Linked DNA regions of Danio rerio: region 2 is linked to region 1. Evidence: chromatin contacts called from public HiCAR-type data. All regions are on one chromosome and are shown on one strand. The core of a region is the stretch at or near the end of the contact, and the rest is flanking DNA. Distances in the headings are between cores, read along the strand shown. Region 1 holds the start of lrmda (leucine rich melanocyte differentiation associated). Region 2 overlaps lrmda (leucine rich melanocyte differentiation associated).

Region 1 (6,955 bases), core at 2,621-5,120:
TTTTTAACACATTACCTTGTATCTGTTATATTTTTATAATTAATAGAGAAGAATAGCTTTAGTGTATATGCCTGTCTTGATGTTTTTTTTCTTTTGTTGTTGTTGTTTAAGTTTGTGATTACTAATAAGTATATTTTCTGATGACCATTACCATCACCAGCAAAAAACAACAACAAAGAAACACAACAGTTAAGGAGATTTTAATTTGTCTATTTTTACATACATGCCTTTATTACTACAATTTAAATGTGTCTAACCTTTTAATTTAATGCCGATTTATTATATGAAAAGGTACTTTCCAATGTTTCATGCGTAGTCCTTTTTTTAACTCTCACTGGAGTAGGGCTGAAACTTCAAACCATAAACACAAGATCAACCTTTAGTGTTTGAATTCCCCAATCAGACAAGCGTTGACAAGAGCAGACCAATGCAGTGATAGAGGGATGTGAATGTCACATGTTTTCAATATAATATACACCGCCCTTCTATTTCTATCCCCACCCCTCCGTCAACTGTCAATTCTGCTCGACCGCAATCAATCAGTTATTTGTCAGTCGCTGTCAATCCTTTTCTTACTTCACGTCAGCTTTTGAAGCTGATTATGTGCCGCGAGTGACAGAGAAAAGGGCAAAAGAAGCATCCAGAAGAAGAGTCACTTAATTTGAAGGAAAGGTTTGGAAAGGTTTCTGTTTTAAACCTGCGGTAAGACAAGATGCCATTGCCCGTGTTTAGGCTATTTTAAATCGAGGCAGACAGAAAAGCAACACTGCTCATTTATATAGACAGAAAAGCAACACTGGTCATTTATATTACAGTTTATTTAGGAATAGCCACAGTTGAGTAAACAAGTTATTTTTATAATAGTAGGCTTTTTTGTGAATTTTCAATAGCCTAACTTTTTGAGGACAATTTCATGATATAGCAATTTGTATATAGGCTAAGCAAAAGGTAGACTATTAAATAAAAATAAAGACATTAAATGAATTTAAACATTTTGCTGTAAGTGTAAATGATTAAATTTACCATTGACTTTCATACTGTAAATTACCCTACATAAAGTTCATTGTTGTTATCAAAGTTTATAAAACTTATTTCCTCCTGAATTTAAAACAAGTAAATATAGGCTATTTGTTGATTTTTCCGTCTGCATGAGCAGAAATTCTTTTTTTTTTTTAATACGCAGAGGTTTCAGACAGGTGTAGATAATAGCTACTTCCAGTAATATTTTCCTCGTCTCACATGCAGTTTCAGGTTTTTCCGGACTCTATACATGTTTTGGAGTTGTGAACTTCACTGGTATCACATTGCCTCGAGCGGAAAAACAACAAAACTTCTACTCACTTGTAATGTCAAACAGAGTCGAGAATACAATACTAATTATTAAAGAAATAGTCCAGACAGTTTCCCCATTCATGTCAAGTACATTTTATTTACACACAATAAAATTATTAATTTTATTTGACGATACCAAAAGACATAAAAGAAAGAGAAATGGTCTGTCAGACCTTTGAGAAAAGAAGTTTAAAATGCCTTGAACTATTCACCGCTGAGACGGCTAATCAGTATTGAGGCTCCGGGGCAATCGGGCAGCTTTTCAATGCGCTTTGCCTTTCATCTCTCACTGGATGGAGGCGCTCAATTAAAAGCCTATCAGTTTGTAAGTAAATCAACGCCTATCAAAGTTGTCACATCAAACAAAACGATTATTATTGCAACCCGCCTCCACCATTAATCTCTTTCTGCGGTAATCCGCTTGACAGGTCATCTAGGAGAGCAAGAAAACCTGGAGTGGACAGTCATCAGCGTGAAAGAAATGTATATTTTGTTGGAGGATCTCAGACACATTGAAACAGATAACACTTGGTCTATGACAAACAGTGAACTTTGCTGGTTTGCCATAGCAATTAAATATATGATGTTTTATTTAAGGCACTTAGCGTATAGGCTACATATAAAATGCAACCTCTTAAATAAGGAAATAAAATGGTCAAATTTCCCAAGTACATCTATCGTTTAAAATAATATTACAATAATTTTATTTTAAAATCATATAGCCTAAATTTTAATTAACGTAAAATAACTATTCTATCCTCTTACTCGTTGCACACACGCATACACACAGACACACACAACCTCTCTAAAAATCAATACTTACTGAATGCATGCTTTTAAAACGCATTTGCAATATTTAAAAAGTTAGAATTAATTATCCACAATGCATAGGCCTTACTCGACATGCTTAAAAAACAAATATAGAGTCAATTTGAAATGAACAAGGAAAAAAATTTTTTTTTTCTTTCTGGCTAAAAGAGTGCATTGCATGTTTAAATGTAAGTTTTTAAAAATGCAAACATTTACTACATTATTCACTAATATAACCCAGACCCTAAAGTTGATACCGGCCATTTTTTAAACAAGCTTATCGCAGAATCTTTCTTCAGTATGTAAAGAAGTGTGATTGTTTTCTGCACAGGCTGTCAGCGCGTGACACACTGCGTGAGTTATTAGAGCAGAGAAGGGTAACCATAAATTTCCAGCATCGGGTAAAAATATTCTCTTTATTGTCTGCATGACGAATGAGCCTCTGAATCAGATACAAAACACTCGGCATTATCCTTAAATGGGAGCATATTTTAGTGGGTCATAATTCATATTATTTAAATGCAAATGTATTTTCATATATTTCATATCGTCATGTTTATGCATGACTAAATGTAGTCATTTAGAGAGCTGCCTAAAGCGGCCAAAAGCCACGTAGTAGTGCAAAACATTTTTTTTTGTACTCAAAAGTTTAAGGATCGCACAATACAATTTATCAAAATAAACGATTTCACTTTAATTTTACACAGAATTTCCCCCCTCATGTTACGAATTGGCTAGATTTGAAAGGGTTGCTGAAAGCACACTAAAATAGAAACAGCATAAAATCAGTTCCAATAAAAACAGTATTTAGGCTATTATAATTTTAGTGTTTAAGAAAAAAAAAAACTAACACAAGTAACGTTACACCGCAGAAATGGCATCCAACTCCATTGATTTAAAATGCAAACAGCTTTATTTAGCGCCCGATTCCTTTCTCTTAAAGCATAACATACAATAATAATAGTAACAACTGCAATAAAACACAATTGTTTACTAACATGAGTTAGGCATGCATTACAAAGCGTTTAATATCATTAAATTTGCTAAAAGGCACTACAGCGAACCACTTTACCTTATAGGTAAAACACTCAAGCGCGCGCTCCAACGTGAAACCACAGGTTCGAACATTTACAGGCACACTCCTTTTATTTTCTACAAAGACGATAATATAAAGAAATTTCCAGTGAGGTCTAACCAGGCACATTTTGGAAGTCAAACCGAGTAGGTACATTATTCTAGTGTTCGCGCGGTGCCGCCAGCACAAGAAATCCGACTTGTCTCCACACTGTCTGCGCGTCCAAAACTTCCGCCTATGGGAGGATCCATAGTGACGTCACGACGCTCCCAACCAAAGCTCTTGAGCGACTCTCTTTCTGCGTGTCCTGTCATACGACGATAAACAATAAAACTTTAATATGCTTTCTTTAACGTAAAGCAGCGTATGACACTCCAATGCTAAGAAATGCAGTTCAGTATGATAATGCAGTGAAACATACGCTCTGAATTGCAATTTGTTGTATGTAAACACACACTTTGCCGATTTGTCCACACTTCCAGTGATTAAAACAACTGCCTTTGAATGAAACCTGCCTCTATAGCTATTAATTATTGTTTTTTAGGCTTACTTTCATGGCAAAACATCTTCGGGAGTATCTCATAGCTGAGCAGATTTGTGCAACTGAATAGTGGCGCGTGCTTCCGTCCAAGATCAGCTGACACGAGCACGCGGAAGAAGTAAAGCTTTTCATACGGAGAGTAGTTTAAAAGTTTATGTTGAAAACATAAAGCTAACCTTTCAGTCTTATGCCCAGAAAAAACGTCAGTGGGAGTCTTCGTTACATGCTTCTCTCCTTCTGAACTGTCATTTGACGGCAATGGCACACAACGAGTCAATGGTTGTAGTGAATGGAAGTCAGGTAAGTGAAATATTACAAACACGCTGTCCTGTGACCTGTGTTATGGATACAAGTGGCGCCAAACGCCCCTAAGTGTGCGTTTGTTTTTGTTTGTCATGAAGTGTTATGTAGGTAAAATAAAAGAGAATTTATATAATATGTAGCAAGTGTACTCTAGTTAAAATAAACAAAATACATAGGCTATATGTAAAGCTGCTTAGTTGTTGTTTAGCATAATGACAGTGGTTTATCATTCACATAGCCGTACATGATGCGTTAGCATTCACGTGTATATGAACAGCCTCATATTAACCTTTTTATTTATTATATCATCAGCAGAAATGCTCAAGATTGTATATTTCCTGAAAGACTAGTACTTTAGAGTACTAGAGATGTAATAACCGATATATCTTTCTCTCACAAATGTAGGTGTCCTGCATTGGGCATGACTGGGAAGACATTCCAGATTTTCTTGGGACAAAATATGGACAAATGGCTAGAAGATTAGATCTCAGCTTCAACCAGCTGAGGTAAGTTACTCTTTGTTTTTAACTCAATGTTGAGGCCCGACATTTAACTGTAAGCAGACCTTGCTCAAGTGGTATTAACCTCAGAAACAGCATTATTGGCTGATAATGATTAAGGTCAAAATGTGAGCTGTACAAAAAAATTAAAATGGGTCTCGGGGTTAAACATCATACATAATATAGTATTCTGTCATTCATCGCTAAAATGTCTCAGATAATAGGATGCAAGAAGCATGGTTGTTCAAGTAGAGACCAAACAACATCAATTAGTTGTACACTGTATAATTGAGGTAAAGTTGGTTTTATATTCACACATTCGGACATCGTCCTTAATAATATAATGTCAGAAAAGTATTCTTTGCAAATTCCAAATAGCTAAATTATATTAGCAGCCAGCAAGTATTAAAGTACAACATTGTTTACAGCCAATTGAATAGTGCTAATGTTGTTTTGAAGTCATATTTACATGTGATTCAGTTAAATATTCACAGTACCATGGTAAACAATGTAGGAAGCATGTCACAAGTTGTCATTGAACGAATGTGCAAATATAAAACCAACTTCACCTCCATCACAGTACACACACACTCATTTTGGTTTGTAGCTTCACCAAATAGCAATATATATATTTAGAGCAGGTGTTCTTGGTTGAAACAAGCTCAATTGATCGCATCCAAAATAAAATTTCATAATTATAAAATATTGTTGTGCATACTGTTTATTTTTGAAGACTATAATGACTATATTGTATATAATAGTTGTTTATACAAAATAGTTTGACAGCACTAATCCTCACTAAGAGTAACTTTACATGCTGCTTTGCCAAAGCTATGGAATATCTGGCATCTGAAAGCATATTGACCAATGATGAGGATGCTAGGGCTGCATGTTACTGGGAAAACATGCAATGTTGTTGAGTGTTGAGATAATGATATTTCTTACAATATAACTAACTTTAATAAATGCATTGACAACACTCATAAAATTTAGATTTTCTATAAGCTGTTGTAATTTTTCTCTCTTGACTTGCATTATTATTTATTTTTAGCTTTAGGTTCACCTAACAGCATTTACTCAAGAGATGGAGTTAAAGATAGTAAAGAGCCCATCTGATTGGTCAGATTTGGATGGACGCATAACACTTATACATTTTTTTTGCACTTCTCTTTGATATGGATATTGCATATACTTTTATTGTAATAATGATAATGTTCTAATATATTGTGCAGCGAAGGAGGATGCAGTGTTGATCAATCAGCTCATTCACCATGTACCACTAAACAGAAGTGCAGAAGTTTCATCAGCGCTTTCTTTGAGCTAATATTGTCACATACACAGGGCTGTTCTTTAACACAAACTCTTTTGTTACTCATTTGCTTGAGTGGACTAGTGGTCAATCTAAATTGGCTAGTGCCACTGTGTAGCCTCGCCGCTGGTCTGAATACCCTAACCGGCCATATTTACAGGAAGTTCATGATGATTTTTATTATTAATGCATTGGGCTCATGTACGCATATGAGAAGGGTGAGGCATCATGTGTGTGTAGATACACACACTCACACACACACACACATATATATATATATATATATATATATATATATATATATATATATATATATATATATATATATATATATATATATATATATATGTGTGTGTGTGTGCGTGTGTGTGTGTGTGTGTGTGTGTATCTACGCACACATGATGCCTCACCCTTCTCATATGCATACAGGAGCCCAATGCATTAATCTACACACACAATACCCGAAGGCCACTTTTTTGTAACATTTATAGGTGTTTATCAAAGCCACTGATTCTGTAGTTCTGTGTTCTTCAGTTTGGTGCTTTAAGGATGTGTTTACACTTGCAGTTAGATTCTCTTTGTTTGACTGATACATTTATTACTGCTTCACCTGCCGTTCACGCTGCATTTTTTGGAACAGAACCTAAACAAACAAATAAATTAAAACTTCTTATGACATCTGAGTTTTGTGACAGAACTTGCTGAAGATCTGAAACAATGCTGTTGGCTAAATATGCTCTTCATATTTGAGTGCATGTAATGGTATTTTTAAATGCTGGGATTTGTTTACAATGCATGTATTGAATTATAATGTACAACATTGCGACTAAGCTGAGAAAAGCCAATGCACGTTTGAGCATTCTGTGCTGTTTGTGGTCATCTTGTGACATCATGTTCTGTTTTGGGTCTGAGTTGTGCTCATATTTCAGTTGATCTACACCATAGGTCATTTGGTACCTGACAGAGACCCATCTTTTTATAGGTAAGACAGGAATGTCTGCTTCTGTGGTGGACACCAAGGATGGAATGTTCCAACGCATTCTCACAGCATTTTGTAACCTTTTGATTTATTAATAGTTCTTATG
Region 2 (6,955 bases), core at 1,635-4,134, 350 kb after region 1:
TCTGTCAAACGTTTTGGGTATCCTTTCACAAGGTTTTCGCAATGGTTTGATGGAATTTTGGCCCACTTTTCCTGACAGAACTGGTGTAACAGAGTCAGGTTTGCAGTCTGCCTTGCTCACAAACACCTTTTCAGCTCTGCCCATAAGTTAAACTCACAGCTTTGTGATGGCCACTCTAAAACATCAGCTAAGCTTTGATTTCTGGCTGATGTCTTAAGACTTTATTATGTATATATTTCTATTTAATTTTCTTTTGTTGTGATGCCATCTATTCTGTGAAGTGCACTAGTCCCTCTTGTAGGAAAACAGCCTGACGAGATGACCCTGCCACCCCCAAACTTCACAGTTGGGATGGTGTTCCCTGACTTGTAAGCTTCTCCCTTTTTCCACCACATGTAACACTGTAAATTAATTAAAAGAAGTATTTTTCTCTGTGTGCATTGGCACTGCTATCTGATTAGCCTTTCAGCCCATGGATAACGACACTTTCTTACTAGCTTCAGCCAGCATCTTTATGAGGCCTTGCTTTTGTTCTGCGGTTAATACACACATTTTCACCAAAGCAGGTTCATCTTTGGGACACAGAGTGCCTCTTCTTCCTAACTGGTATGATGGCTGGACATTCCATTGGTGTTTATACTTGTTTGAACAGATGAACGTGACACCTTCAGGCATTTGGAAAGTATACCCAAATATGAACCAAACTTATGGATGTCCACAATTCTCTTTCTGATGTGTTTGAGGTTTGCCTCAAATTATAAAAACAGATATGCCTCCAATTTACTCAAATGTTGTCAATTTGTCTATCGGATGCTTCCAAAACCATGACATCTCACACCTAATGACAGCTGGTTCTGTTGAAGATCAAAAAATATATATATGTATGAGGGATAATAATATTGACCTTAAAATGGTTTTTAAAAATTAATAATTATTTTATTCTAGCTAAAATAAAACAAATCAAACTTTCTCTAAAAGAAAAAATATTACAATAAATACAATGGAAAAAAAAATGTCTTGCTCGGTTTAACATTATTTGGGAAATATTTCAATTAAGTAAAAAAAAAAAAAACTTTCCCTTGAAGAAAATCCTTTTGGGAATTTTTCAATGTCATATAATCTTACAAAGATACAATCTGATTGCATAGCTTTTATTGTGCTTCTGGCCAAACGACTAATATTGCTTAGGTGGAAGTATTAGAAACCTCCAACCCCAACGCAGTCTATTTGTGATGTCCTCTTTTTCCTTTTCTTTGTCTTAAGATTGATCTAACTAGTTTAACAACAAAATGTGGGACCCATTTCGGAAATATGCACAAGAACTTGTTTAATTGTCAAATATAGTCATTGATCCAGCAAATTGATTCTTTTTCTTCCCTAAGTTCAAAGTAGAGTGGGTTGTCCCAGCAGGCACAGAACATTAACATGACGTCAGATTGACGTTGTACCCCAATGTCAGGGGCCATGGCATTTTGCTTTGAAATTAAAATTGAGTTGACTTCAGAACTCAACGTCAAGCTGACGTCAGTGTCCAACGTTCAACCTAAAATCAACCAAATATCAACATCTAGTGATGTTACAGCTTGACTTTTTGTGGACTTTACCACTTTGACATCTATCAGACGTTAGATTTTGGTTGCCTGATGAACAAATGTCAGTGTTTGACATCAATATGACGTTTGTTTAAGATGTTGGCCTGATGTTGGATTCTGGTCACTCTTCAACACAACCTAAAATCAACCAAATATCAGCGTCATTTAGTGTCGTTATTGGATGTCAAAGTAATGTTGTCCTTAGACGCTGGCTAGACATTCATTTTTAGTCACTCGATGTCATGACCTAAATCTTACCTTATATTCACGTCTTATGACGTTGTGTGCCTATATGCTGGGGTGTTTGATTTCATTGTACATGCTTACATTGATACTATCTATACTTTTTAAAATTCAATTGTTTTTTTTTTTTATTGTAATTTACCATAAAATTCATAAATAAAATTATTTTAAAAATTTTAAAAGATTACACATATATATATATATATATATATATATATATATATATATATATATATATATATATATATATATATATATATATATATATGCATGTATGTACAGTATATAGAAATACTAAATACTAAATATATATATATATTTATTTATTTATTTTTTACTTCAACTGTGTGTATATATATATATATATATATATATATATATATATATATATATATATATATATATATATATATATATATATATATATATATATATATATATATATATATATTTATATATATATATATATATATCATTTATACAATAATAATAATAATAATAATAATAATAATAATTTAGTTAAAACATTACATTAATTTCAAATTACCCCCCCCCCAAAAAAAAATAAAAAAATAAATAAATAGTAAAATTAAAATAAAATAAAATAAATAAAAAGTAAAACCAAAATAAAAAGTTAGTTTTGCTCAAGTAACTATCTGTCGTCTGTATTTCAGACAACTGATCTACAGCTAATCTACAGTACTGCGTTTTTGCTGTACTGATGTACACATTTGAGTGAGCACATGCACAAGAGACAGACTGGCCTGTTTATGCAAATACAGATAAACTCTGAATAGATGCGGTGGAAAACACATCCCTGCACGTTTTGGATTCAGGCTTATCTTAATAGGATCAATCTGCAATTGTGTTCTCTGTGATCCATCAGGAATAAACACGTAGCATGGGTTCGCCTTCGTCCTTCATCATTGTCATCATCACGGCTTTGTTGCTGGCTTTTGCATGAGAGCTCGGTTGGGAATCTGTCACTGCCCATATACACATCTGTTCACACCCTCCACTTAGTGTCTCTCTCTCTCTTTCTGTCTGTCTGTCTCTCTCTGTCTCTCTCTCTCCGTTTGAAGTCTTGACATGCTTCTTCCTCCATTCCAGTCAGCCTGTGAAAGAATCTGTTGTCATCTATGTATTCCTGCTATTATCTCACGTCATTTTCTCTCGCTGAATGAAAGACAGAGAGTGTGCGAAAGCGTAAAGAGATATCTGTGAAGCTGCGCGAATGACAGCTTGGCAGATTCTGTCAATGCGGGGTTTTCATCTGTTTGTATGTTGTCCGTATTTTTACATATTTTGAAGTTAATTACCTATTTACAAACACCGCTGCGGTTAATTTAATGCCTTTTGACGGGAGTGTTGGTTTGAGATTTATTTTATGTAGTTGTCTTGCAGATTTGAGTTTGATTCGTCGCCTTTGTGCCACAGTCAGTTTTTCCTTTGTAAACTTGTGGTGGATATAGGTATTTAATGTTGTTTTCAAACTTTTCCATGCAAAATACATTACTGCTAAAATATAATGACAGCTGTATTATTGATTTGAAGTACAAAATAATAATAAAATAAACAAACAAACAAACAAACAAACAAATAAATAAATAGATAAATAAATAAATAAATAAATAAATAAATAAATAAATAAATAAATAAATAAATAAATACATACATGCAAAAAAAAAAAAAAATGATATGACTTTATTTATTTATTTATTTATTATTGTTATTATTAACCTGGAAATCTCATTAGGATTTAAAATCTGTTTTATAAAAAGACCTGGCCAAGGTAACGGCCGTACAGTAAACAATTTTAAAATACAAGACATTCATCAATCCTCTCAACAAAAAATTCACCAAAAGACCAATTTCATTTAGTTTGAAATATTTTTGCTAATTATTCCATGCCCAAGGTGCACAATAAGAAAATGCAGTTTTACCCAGCACTGTACAAACTCAAGGTCAGGGATGGGTAGTGTTTATGGTACATGTATTACAGATTTTAAATACAAAATAGTATTTTGTAATTTGTATCTAATAGGGTTTATGAAAATGGGTTTATATTTCGTATCAAAATACTTTAATGACTTGTATTTTTACTGTAAAATACTTTGTAAGAAGTCTACACAATGACTTCGTAAAAATGTGGCCTCAGATTGGTGCTTTTTTGGTTATTTGTCTAGGCTTGATATCAGACTAAAAAAATAATTCATATTAAAGACGTTGATCAATGCTTGGAGTATGGATGAAAAGTATGCATCACATAAAAAAGAAAGTAACAGACAAATAGCAGGGGTGAATTTCGGGAGCAAGTCAAAATAAGACAGGAAAATAAGACAAACAATAAAAAAGTCCTACAGTGGCGATACCTACAAATCTTCACTGGCTGTTCAAAATGCCAGTAGCTGATCTGTAATGTTAGTTAAAACCTTGACATAGTTAATCAGTATGTGGCAAAAACATTTAGAGCAGTGGGTAGCACAATCTCCTCACAGCAAGAAGGTCGCTGGTTTGGGCCTCGGCTGGGTCTGTTGGCATTTTTTGTGTGGAGTTTGCGTTTTTTAAAAAAGGACTAAGCCAAAAAGAACATGAATGAATGAAGATTTCAATGTATTTTTGCCCAACCCTGCTCAAGGCATATTAAAAAGCACCAATAATAATAATAATAATAACAATAACAATAATAATAATAATAATAATAATAATAATAATAATAATAATAATAATAATAATAATAATAATAATAATTTAAATATAAGTCATGTTAATTTATTATCTGAAATGTGTTAACGTCAATGTTTTTAATGCACACAGTGTTGTTTTAGTTTAGCTTTCAAATTATTGAGTTATTTAGGCTTATTATTTATTATTTTTAATACATTTTGTTTATATTGAATATATATATTTTTGCTTTTTGCTTATGTGTTTGTTCATTTTCCGGTTAGAATTCTGGTAAATTTATAGGATTTGTTGAGTCAAACAATATATAGTTGTTTTTGGACCTCTTGAACTAAGGGGCTGCAATAACGCAGTTTGACTAACAAGGCGCTGTAGCGCAGGACTGTAATTCAGCCTTTAGGGGACAATCCAATAGAAGAAGATGACACGCTGGAAATCAAACGAGAGAGTGCAAAAGTATTACTCAACAGCAACAACAAACACGCTGTTAAGTGTAAACGACCAAACATACTGACTTCAACGTTGTTTTGATGTAAGGACAAGTTTGATACAAGCAAGTAGCGGTTTACTGTTACCAAACAATGAATCTGCTTTGAATTGTGTTTAGCCTAACATGTATATTGTATTTCTAGGCAATTTCGTTTCATCTACAACATAAACTAAATAAATTTAACAGAAGTGAAAAATAAAACATCTGATAACAACGCTTCTGGTCACATTACATCGCGTTAAAGTACTGCTAAAATAATATAAAAGAAAAAAATATATAAAATAATATTACAGAAATACACAACAGAATATATATATATATATATATATATATATATATATATATATATATATATATATATATATATATATATATATATATATATATATATTGCAATTAAAAAGGTTTGATCATTTACACTTTTGTAAATGATGTTTTGTATCCATAAGCATTACAAAAGCAGATAGTAGGCAAAATTATGCACTAGTAAGCATGATATTGTAAACGTTTTTTTTTTTATGGAATATGAGCAATTTCATGCAAATGCCAACCTTGCCATGAAACAAATTAAGTTTTTGCCAAAATAGCAAAACTGTTTCTGCGATTTTTTTTGTGTAGGCTTGTATTCTACAGTGCTTTAAAAATACTCTAAAATGTATCTGTCAATGTTTTCAAACAATTATATTTGATTTATAAAATTCACACAAGTGGCAATTTCACATCTGTCACATCCATAGCAGAGAGACATCTCTGAATGTACAAAATGTACTATAATTGTTCAGGTTTAAAAACTAAGTTCTGTAAACTTCTATAAAGCAAGAACATATTGCTTTTGTGACCTGTAATCCAGTTTACTAAAAATCTGCTTTGTGTTGCTACTTTTAATTTGATCTGTAGGTACTTTGTACTACATAAGCTGACAAATCTGAAGTTCCTGGACACCAGGAGAGTGACCCAGTGGGAGCGGTCAGAGGCCCAAGCACGTGGAGCTTTCATGAAGGTGGTCAAGCCAAAAAATGACCAAGTAAGTGCTTTCAATTTACTACAAAGTCAGAGTCGCATGACACTACAGAATCAAAGCTTTTACCAATCGACAGAAAACGGCCTGGTTTAGTAGGTGACTCAGTAGCCGGTTAAGTATCTTTCCTTTATGTAACGTGGCTGAATAACTAGACACCCTGACCATGTGAATGATTTGTGTAACCCTCCCCTTTCTGTGTGGATGACTATAAGAACTTAAAAGGCTAAGGCACCGTAAGCTAATCCATCCCACTTCTTCTTAGCCTCCATTGTTTGTTCGCCGCAAATTGTCAGAAACTCTTAAGAGGTTACTTGTACGCAGCTCTTTGAAGACGTGGCCTTTCATTCTCGCCTGGCTGTTTAGAGGAGGGTCTTTTTAATGACCACGACCTGACCTCTTTCTGTATGCATGAGCCCAGATCAAAGTGGACGGCGCCTGTCCGCTCGGCCTTGCATCGTGTGGCGTGACAGCGCTCTCGATCGGACTGACAGCTCACGTTCACGACAGTCACTATCGCTTAATTATCCGTCGCACACACAATTATTTCTCTCTCTTGCATTTGAGAGCCCTAGTTTTCAAGCACATCTCCGTCCACCTCTCTACTTGAGTTTATGAAAGAATGGCTTGATTTTGTGCAATTGTAGAATCATAAATGTTTAGCTTGTGGTTGAATCAGGTCGGCGAGTTGTGTATACATGTGTACAGAGAAAGAAAAAGAGTAGAATGATGGTGAAGTCACTTATTTTGTTTCAGCATTAAAGCGACTGAAGATTGAAAAGCATGCATAGGAGTTAACCTCATCCGGGCATGTTTTTAATTTGGAGGATAGTTTGTCGGTTGGAAAATGAGAAAAGATGACTGGAAAATGGAAAATAAAGTGTTGTGCAACCTGTCTGCTTAAATAAGACGAGACGTTTCAGGACATGC

What was found. HiCAR-type assays count read pairs that join an accessible place to other places.
Region 2: a contact with region 1 is called in a HiCAR-type map of caudal fin, with 8 times the contacts expected there. The contact joins the enhancer-like site here to the promoter of lrmda in region 1. A contact is called at or near these places in 1 of 18 Hi-C or Micro-C datasets (embryo) and 1 of 4 datasets of contacts at active chromatin or transcription factors (caudal fin).

The regions. Positions count from the first base shown.
Region 1 is chr13:19,446,587-19,453,541 of GRCz12tu, reverse strand. It overlaps lrmda (leucine rich melanocyte differentiation associated), which reads left to right and starts at 3,870. Exons shown (of 7, transcript NM_001020701.2): 1 at 3,870-4,058; 2 at 4,467-4,567. The coding sequence starts at 4,017. It overlaps LOC137487383 (a long non-coding RNA gene), which reads right to left and starts at 3,859. Exons shown (of 2, transcript XR_011005931.1): 1 at 3,768-3,859; 2 at 3,037-3,524.
Region 2 is chr13:19,100,375-19,107,329 of GRCz12tu, reverse strand. It overlaps lrmda (leucine rich melanocyte differentiation associated), which reads left to right. Exons shown (of 7, transcript NM_001020701.2): 5 at 5,905-6,031. Among named protein-coding and RNA genes, the nearest start is that of lrmda, 350 kb to the left of the region's middle. Within about 2 kb of position 2,884, at least 3 of the 62 cell types and tissues checked have an H3K27ac peak or open chromatin away from gene starts, as enhancers often do. A contact at or near this core is called in caudal fin, where this site is marked.